Linked DNA regions of Mus musculus: all the other regions are linked to region 1. A link is a contact called in public Hi-C data. All regions are on one chromosome and are shown on one strand. Each heading gives the region's core, a stretch centred on a gene start, on an enhancer-like site or on the middle of the called end of the contact. The rest is flanking DNA. Distances are from core to core; before and after follow the strand shown.

Region 1 (2,803 bases), core at 40-2,539:
TACTCCTTTGACTCTTTATTTCTCTGTGTTGGCTTGATTTTTTTTCTTTTTGTAACGACAGGTTTTTATTCCATTATATTTTCTGAATGTACCCCAAGCTTTTCTATTATATCATAAGACTTAAATAAAACATTATATATACGGGCAGTGGTGGTGCACGCCTTTAGTCCCAGCACGTGGGAGGCAGAGGCAGAGGCAGGAGATTTCTGAGTTTGAGGCCAGCCTGGTCTACAGAGTGAGTTCCAGGACAGCCAGGGCTACACAGAGAAACTCTGTCTCAAAAAAAAAAAAAAAAAAAAAAAAAAAAGAAAGAAAAAGAAAAAAATTATATATAATACACACACACACACACACACACACACACACACACACACAGTATGTATTCCTCTCCGTGCCTTAAATGCTTGTAACAGTCAATTTTAATATGATATCAACTTCAACATTTCAGCCATGTTTGTGACATCAGAATTTACACTTTTTAATAGTGCGTTTAAAATACTGCATCTGTAGTTATTTTTGGTAACTTTTGCTAGATATCTAGATACCAGCAGATTTTTGAAGGCCAGTGAAGATGGATTCCCTCCTTGTAATCACCAGCTTGTAGACACAAGAGCAGAGGCAGGAGGATTCCACTTGTTCCTTGTAATATAGGACTTGGTGGCCCTATATTACCTGTCACCGCTCCCAAAGCAAATTAGAAGACAGGAATTAGATGAGGAGAGAGCTTTACATCAGGAAAACAGAACAAAGGCCATCTCAAAGCAAAGTTCCCCGTTTTCCAAAAGGGAAGGGTCTCAAGGTTTTCATGGGGGAGATGTGTGGAAGATGTCAGATTCACTATTGTCCTTCAAATCTGACCTCTAGAGGCTTGCTCTGTCTTTGACTTGAAAATGACCTCAGGCCCACTCCCTATGCGCTTGCTCATTAACACTCTTAATTTGGTAGCAGGTAAAGGCAGTGGGAGCCATCCCAATAGCTCTTCCTTATAGGTTCAAATGCCTTGTGAAAGAGGTGAACGCATTGCAGCTGCCCTTCGTGACAGCACAGCTATAGATGAGACAAGAAGTCAGAAGGAGGAAGTCCCTGGAGCTGAGGGACAGCATCGCTGGAGCCAAGGGACAGCTCTTCCTCCCAGACTTTTCTTTTCTTTCTTTCTTTCCTTCTTTTTAGATTCATTTTGGGGTTTTGCTGTAATTCTTTCTAATCTACTAATCTGTTACATGTTACTCATCAAAAGAATGGGATCTGAGCCATGAACCCAGCCCTGGGTAGAGACTCGGCCTTCTGAACTGGCTGGAAGGTCAACGTTTACTATCAGGCAGGAGGCCTTACATACCATAACTTCTCCCTTAAGAGTCGACCCACATGGGACTGTCAGTCACCTAGACATAAAACGTCCCACAGGAATAATGTCTGTTCCAAGATTTAGAAACAAAGCCTACCTAAACACGTAGCTGCTTTTGGCCGTCGCCCACTCAGTCCACTATATCTTGTAATAAACCCCGCCTAGTTTCTGCATTGTGCTGCATACCTCATCTGAATTCTTTCAAGAGACATTACCAGGAAGGGAGGTGAAAGGGAGGCTGGAGCAACGTCCTGGTCCCAGTGAGGGTTAGAACATTCTGAATTTGCGTGGATGTCAACTCTTGCCGGCGAGTTTTGTCTTTGTTTTATGTTGATCATTAACTATCTGTTGCTACAACAGCTTGCTATAAGGCAGATCTTGGGACGGAATCTCTTTTCTGTTATTCGCTTGGGGAAAGCCTTTTCTGTCAGCCGTATCAGGATTCAGGGCCAGCTTTGTTGTGAAGGATTTTGGGTTGGCAGACTTGCCTTTCCTTTCAGCAAGTTTGCCTATACCATCCTGACCTAAGTGGTTTCTGGTGAGAAATCTGCTTGCAGTCTTTGGGGGATTTCCCTTACAAGAAGGGACTCATTTTCTTCTGGCTGTTTTCAAAAGTCTTTGTCATTGATTTCTGACAATGTATTTACACTGTGTCTCCATGAAAACCTTATTTGCGTTTGCCTGGAGTATTCTGGGCTTAGTGTGTGCTCATTCTCTCCACGGACCTCGGTTATTTCTTCTTTAGACTAGGTTTCTACCTTTCTTTTGTCAATTCTCTCTAAAGATGCCTATGTCCCTTAGCTTCTCTTTTGGGCCTCTTAATCTCAGTAATAAAATAATTTAAAAATGAACCTGAAAGGAAGGTCAGGGACAATTTTATTAGCGTTTAAAAGAAAAACAACAGGACAGGCAGGCTGTAGACTTCACAGCTGCCAGGAGAAGAGAGAGTGGGGGAGAGAGAAAGCCATGCAGTTTGCAATAGAGGTCTGCAGGCAGCCACATGACAAAAAGCCTTCAAAGAAATGGCAGATGCCCAGAAGGCCAGGGAAAGCATGCTCTGCTTTTGGCCAGTATTTGGAACAACAATAACAACAACAACAACAACAACAAAACAAAAACAACAGCAACAACAAAGAACAAGGTAAACGCTATGCTTTTTGGAGTCCTAATTCTGAGGTCAGACTAGCACCATGCTGCTCTCTTCAAGTGTCCCCAGCATCTGCACCAGAGAAGTTGTTTCTGGGAAGGAAGGACACATTATTCCATTACAGGATGATAATCTCTTCTATCTCCTTTGGAGCAGCCTGAAATGGCAGGTCTCCTACCCTGGGCAAGAGATGGAACTTAGAGCAGAGCGCAGAGACCCTCACCTTCTCCTTCCTACAGGAATTGGAGTTCCATGGAGTGAGAAGGCCGATCTTCATGTTTCTAGCATTCCCGGGGAATGAGAAGCAGCAT
Region 2 (2,980 bases), core at 437-2,936, 190 kb before region 1:
AGAGGATGGCTCAATTAATAAAACAATTGCTACATAGGTGTGAGAACCTGAGTTCAGATCCTACAAACCTGCATTAAAAAGTCAGTCATGTTCATGTAGGCCTGTAATGCTAGCCTTGGAGAAGCAGAAGCATGGATCCCTGGTTCTCAGTGGCCAGCTAAGCTAGCCTTGCCTCATCAGTTAGCTCCATGTTTAAGAAAGGTCCTGTCTCAAGAAAAAGAAAGTTGGAAAGTTCTAGGGGACCCCCTGCCATCCATCTCTGGCCATTTACACATCTCCCTTCCTTGCCCCCACCCCCACCCCCCAACACACACACACACACACACACACACACACACACACTACAGCCATTTAGGTATTGTTTCTTTTAATCCAGATTTCGGGCAGTAAAACCAATTGAGTCCAAAGAAATAAACTGTTAAGTCAAAACAACAGTTGAAAGAAGCAAGGATCGGTACTTTAAATTGTGCCAAAGAAGCGAAGTTGCCAGATAGGTTCTGAAGGATTCTCTTTCTCGGGAGACTTCTGTGGATTTTGAGCGCTTATCCTTCCCATAGGAAGCGCTGTTGGTATCATGGTGAAGGGAAGTGTCAGAATCAGGCCACCCCAGGACTCCCCCCTCTCCCCAGTGCTGCATCAGGACCAAGTAGGTCCCTGCTAAAGACAGACATTGAAGGAGGTACAGGCTAGGAGCAGGAACGCTTGCAGAGGCTGGAGGAAATGATCAGCTGCAAAAGGCAGAGTTAGTAACGGAGGATGTTTTCTTCTCGTGTTGACATCAGTGTCGCCCACCTCTAGATGTGCTATTCTGAAAACCTGACTTAGAACAAGCAGTGCTCAAGAAATGGCAAGAGCCCCACAGTAAAATTCAGTCTCCTGACTCACGCGCTAGACGAACCTTAATGTGGCCATGCCTGGGTGGTTCTGGGAATTAGTATTCCACCCCTACAAATCTAAACCACTTGCTACTTGGACAGCACCTTGTGTTTTACAAAACACTTCACTTAGGCGAGTTTAGACACATTGTTATAAAGACACTTTCTTATCCCCTTTCTGGGCAAGGAGCTAGATCTTGGGTGGTTGTGGACGGGAATTTCATAGCTTTCTATATGGGGGGGGGGGCTTTCTCTATATAGAATTAGCATGTTTGAAATGTTCAAAGAATCCTGGACTTTAACATTCTTCTTGCCTCAGAGTTTTCGTTCAGTTGCTGTGACAAGTGAATTAGGGGGTCAAGGGGGGAGCAAAAACAGTTTCAGCTAAGGCAGGACCATCTGCTGACCAGTCAGCCTTCCACCCTCAGCCGGGGCATTAAGACTCATGTTCTCATTGCAAACCTAATAGCTGTCTTGGCTGAGGTATCGTCTCACACATACAGATCCCAGAACCTTAAATATACGTGAAAATATATGACTGCCGTGTGATTTTTCTTTTTAAAAAAAAAAAAATGCAAATTCACCTGCAAGCCTTCCTGAATTTGTAATAAACTCTGAGCCTTAGACATGCTCACTGGAGATATAGATCACTTGTAGGATTCAGTCACAACACTATCACCACCCCCACTCCACCCCACCCCAAGTTTCTTTTGCCACTTTCCTTTTTTACACTGAAGTGTTGGGAAACAGGTAGCCCAGGTGACCCGGTCCCTTTGTTGACATAGAGTCTGGGAAACAGCACCCCCCCACCCCCACCCCCCAGATAAAGATAGTCAGTGCTCTGGATGGTCGGTGGCTCGGTCCGCCTATTCTGAGTAGAGTGACTCAGACATTCCACTTAAGTGGCATACTTTGTATCTTTCATCTTAAGAGTATAAATACTTCTTAAAAGTCCACGTGGAGACAGAGGAAGAAAATGAGCAAAGGGAGGGTGGGGAGTGAGGGGGCCCTGCCCAAGGTCACACTGGGCACGGATGGAAGCAGGGCATAGAACCTGATTCTCCTGGCTGGAATTCATTGTTCTCAGGCCTTCCTTCCAGTGACTCGATAAGGCGTTTTCGTCTCTAATTTCATCATCAAAGAGCCTGGGTCTGAAATTCTTATATTTTATGATAGCATCTTCCAAAATATGATCTCCTCTATCATTGGGGTCAATCAATCAGGTTAGTTTATTTTGGCAAAGTTCTGTGGACTTAGGTTCTGAGATTATATTGATCTATAATTCCATAAAAACTGAGACGGGGTATTCATGACACAGAGTTGATGGGAATGTTTTCCAGTTAAGCAATAATTAACCTTACAGATGAAGCTATTGGTGCCTATCATCTCTAAATAGGGCAAACCACTACGTGTAGGAGACAGCTAAACTGAATTAATAATACAAACGAAGCAGTAGTTGGTTTTGGTTCAGGTGCTTATATAATGAATTTATCAGTATTTATTTTGTTAATCTATCAATAATAAAATTTTGATTTGTTGCATATATAATAAAAGATGTATTTACTACCATGGGCAGGCGGATGCTCTCTTTACTCATTTCCTCCATGTGGACATGTTTACAAAGTATTTAGACCACTAAAGATGAAAGATACAAAGTATCTTTTTTACACCCCTCTCCAGCCACCATGGGACCCAAAGGCTCCAGGAGAGACTTTTAAAGTGTGAAGTTAATTTCTGTTAGAGTCCATCATCTTCTTTGAGTTCATCATCCATCTAAACAATTGACCTAAGAGCTCTGGCAATAAGTAACACTTTCATGCTGTTGCTTCACCTGGCATCCTCTTTCCTGTATGCATGGCTTTCTTTCTGAATACCAATGTTGCTGGACCACCATCCTCGCCTGCAGCCCAACACCAGAAGAGTCTTGAGTGGCTGTGTTATTGTTGCTGTTCTTGCTTTTGTCCCATTTGTCCAGTTCCATTGGCAATGGCACTTCCATGCATCAAGCAATGTCTTGGACCAGTCATCCTGTCTGCTGCCTTGGACTGCCCAGCTAGCCTTGTTGCCGCCACATTTTCCCAAGCCTTTTTCCCCCTCCTACTGGA
Region 3 (2,938 bases), core at 218-2,717, 210 kb before region 1:
GTTAGCGATCAGTGTCCTGACTTAATCGGCGAGTTTAAAATTCTGATTACGCCTATGTGCTTCTGATTCCTTCTTGCAAAACAGATGAGTAGTTTTTGTCCAAAATTTGTTCCAAATCCTATTTTTTTGGCAGCATGCTAAGCTTAGTCAGTGTGAATAGAGTATGCTCTCCGTGTCTTGATTACTCTGCCTAAAATATCTCAACATCGTCCATTCGGGCTTTCTTAGGTTAGTACCGCTAATGTTAAACATCAACAACTTCTTTGAAGCTAGTGGAAAAAGTTGCAGCTGAGGCTCTCACAACCTTTCTGACATCTCCCCACACCCCATTTGCATTGTTCAGCTTCCCAGTCCTGAACGCTGAACAGTTAACCTTTGTAGCTCAAAGCCTTTCCTTCCCTCAGCCGCTGCCGTTAGTTTCATGTTCCTCCACAAAGAGAGAGGACAGCTGAATGGAAAGAGGTTATCATTACTATTACATTGACCTTCACTGTCTCCTGAGTGCCCTGGGTCTCCCATCTCTCCTAGTAGCCCAGGACACATTTCTGAGTTCTTTACCTTATAGTCACCAAATGGGGAAAATTGTTGAACCTGTAGTCCTATGAGAGAGACATTCATTCAATTCATTTCTTCATAAAAAAATGACTTTTTTATTTTATTGTTTGGGTGTATATCTGTGTCTTCAGTAAGTGTGTTAGAGTTTGTGTGTGTGTCTATGCACATGCACCTGTGCATATGGTGGAAGTCAAAGGACACCTTTCAAGAGCCAGTCCTCTCCTTCCACCATGATCTCTATCAATAGAACTCCTGTGATGGGGCTTGTGCAGCACTCTACCCACCATGCCTTTGTGCAGTGTCCATACGCACAACCGCAAATGTGGTAGACGGGATTAATAGCTGTTTGGCTCTTTGTGGCATTATCTTGGGTACAGATGCCAATAGTGAACTTGCATGGTAGGATATAAATTGTACCCTCAGACGGAGCCTCTGACGGACCAGTGTGAGGATGTAGCAATGATAGAAGGTGAAGCAGCCCTCAGAATCTGTGGTGGAAACTGGAGCTCAGTTACTGCACTCTGGACCACCGGAGGCTGCTAGCTGCTTTTGCTCACACTAAGAGATAAGCAGTTGGGGGGTGTTGCCTCAGTCATTTGTTGACTCAGATTAATCATTGCCGTGAAGCAGCATTCAGCCCTTAGGAAAAGTTAGTTGCCTTGTTTGGAATCTAAGATGCTGGAACGGTAAACTTTGAAAACATGCTTTGATGCTCAGATTTAACAAAAAGTTCAAAGAAAATAAAAGCCCTTCAAATACAAAGCTAATACCTCAGCCGATTCTCATTGCTTTAAAATGCTAAGTGTTTCTTCTCGAAAGCAAATAAGGCAGAGGTCATTATTTTTGTTGCTTGCCAAAGCAAGAGGAGTGTGATGGTTTTCACAGTGTTCTGGGAAAGCGTAGCAGCTTTCATCACAGAAACCTAACTGGAGTGGCGGGCTGGTTTCACTGATGTAGATAGAGAGCCTTCTGCCTACCCTGCCTTCCATGTGCTCCTGAGACAGACAGGAAAAATCCCATCAAAGGTGGATTTAACACAGGGAGAAGTGTGTTTAGTACCTGCACTGGCTGGTTTTGTGTGTCAACTTGACACAGGCTGGAGTTATCACAGAGAAAGGAGCTTCAGTTGAGGAAATGCCTCCATGAGATCCAGCTGTAAGGCATTTTCTCAATTAGTGATCAAGTGGAGAGAGTCCCTTGTGGGTGGTGCCATCCCTGGGCTGGTAGTCTTGGGTTCAATAAGAAAACAAGTTGAGTAAGCCAGTAAGAAACATCCCTCCATGGCCTCTGCATCAGCTCCTGCTTCCTGACCTGCTTGAGTTCCAGTCCTGACTTCCTTTGGTGATGAACAGCAATGTGGAAGTGTAAGCTGAATAAACCCTTTCCTCCTCAACTTGCCTCTTGGCCATGATGTTTGTGCAGGAATAGAAACCCTGACTAAGACAGTGGCCAAGCACATAAGCCCATTTGTGAAGGAGGATTACTAGTAGTGCTTGTTACATAATTAACAGGTCCTACCACAAAATAGAAATATTCACATCCCTGAAGCTGCTTTAAAATGCCATTAGAAATGTTTTCTGTCCATGATCCCCTGTTTAGGCTCCTGTTTTCCATCAGACTGAACTTGCAGAACACAGGGTCAAAGATGAAATTACTAACAATGTCAAGACTGGGGTTGCCCAGAGCTCATAGAGAACATGTGCAAGACCGTGGGTTTCAGCCTTCTTATCACTACCAACTACAGAAAGTCCAGGCTAGTGACCACGGGGTACTTACTTAGCACACAACCCATCTTGGCCTGGGTGCCTTTCAAAAGTTGGATCCTGTGTGGAGGTGCATGGGATCTACACACTCCCAAAGCCAACCTTGGACACAGTTGTGATCACTACGCCATGTAACATGTCAGCCTGGAAGCATTTTCAGGTTAGAAAGGAGCTGAGCACGTTTATATACATCAAACTTATTAAGTAGATGTTTTGCAGAGTTTGGTTTGGGTTGGAGTTGGGGGTAGTTTCTTATGTGGGAAGAGAAGAACAAGGTATAAAGACTTGGATTAGGTAATGACTTGAAGAAATACAGTGACTGATGCAAAGGTAGCCCAGGGCTACTTCCATTATAGAACTTGCCATCCTGGGTCTTAGATGCCGCTACAGAAAGACGGACAGCCACCCTTAGGAGGCTTCTGGTTTGTCTTCTAATGGATTTGTATACTTTGTAAATTTGCTTTGGAGACGCACTATAGAGAAAGGGCTCAGCAATCAGATCGTGGTCCAGCTTGTGACCCTCAACCCCCTGAGGAAGCCGTAAGCTGCAGAGTTATGCATAGTTGGCCGAGCTTCTTGCCTTGCATGCAGCATAGACTTAGGGATGGGGGAAGCTGGCC

The links. Hi-C and Micro-C count contacts between places; a contact is called where the count stands out from the background.
Region 2: a contact with region 1 is called in a Hi-C map of liver, with 2.1 times the contacts expected there. The contact joins two enhancer-like sites. A contact is called at or near these places in 11 of 484 Hi-C or Micro-C datasets (cerebral cortex, cumulus cells, embryonic stem cells and 4 more) and 3 of 115 datasets of contacts at active chromatin or transcription factors (embryonic stem cells and liver).
Region 3: a contact with region 1 is called in a Hi-C map of liver, with 3 times the contacts expected there. The contact joins two enhancer-like sites. A contact is called at or near these places in 6 of 484 Hi-C or Micro-C datasets (cerebral cortex, liver, myocytes and 1 more) and 2 of 115 datasets of contacts at active chromatin or transcription factors (both in embryonic stem cells).

Annotation. Positions count from the first base shown.
Region 1 is chr13:114,270,307-114,273,109 of GRCm38.p6, forward strand. No RefSeq gene overlaps it. Among named protein-coding and RNA genes, the nearest start is that of Gm41072, 63 kb to the left of the region's middle. Within about 2 kb of position 1,290, at least 14 of the 459 cell types and tissues checked have an H3K27ac peak or open chromatin away from gene starts, as enhancers often do. A contact at or near this core is called in liver, where this site is marked.
Region 2 is chr13:114,084,820-114,087,799 of GRCm38.p6, forward strand. All of the region lies in intron 4 of Arl15 (ADP-ribosylation factor-like 15), which reads left to right. Among named protein-coding and RNA genes, the nearest start is that of A430090L17Rik, 65 kb to the right of the region's middle. Within about 2 kb of position 1,687, at least 21 of the 459 cell types and tissues checked have an H3K27ac peak or open chromatin away from gene starts, as enhancers often do. A contact at or near this core is called in liver, where this site is marked.
Region 3 is chr13:114,064,069-114,067,006 of GRCm38.p6, forward strand. All of the region lies in intron 4 of Arl15 (ADP-ribosylation factor-like 15), which reads left to right. Among named protein-coding and RNA genes, the nearest start is that of A430090L17Rik, 86 kb to the right of the region's middle. Within about 2 kb of position 1,468, at least 10 of the 459 cell types and tissues checked have an H3K27ac peak or open chromatin away from gene starts, as enhancers often do. A contact at or near this core is called in liver, where this site is marked.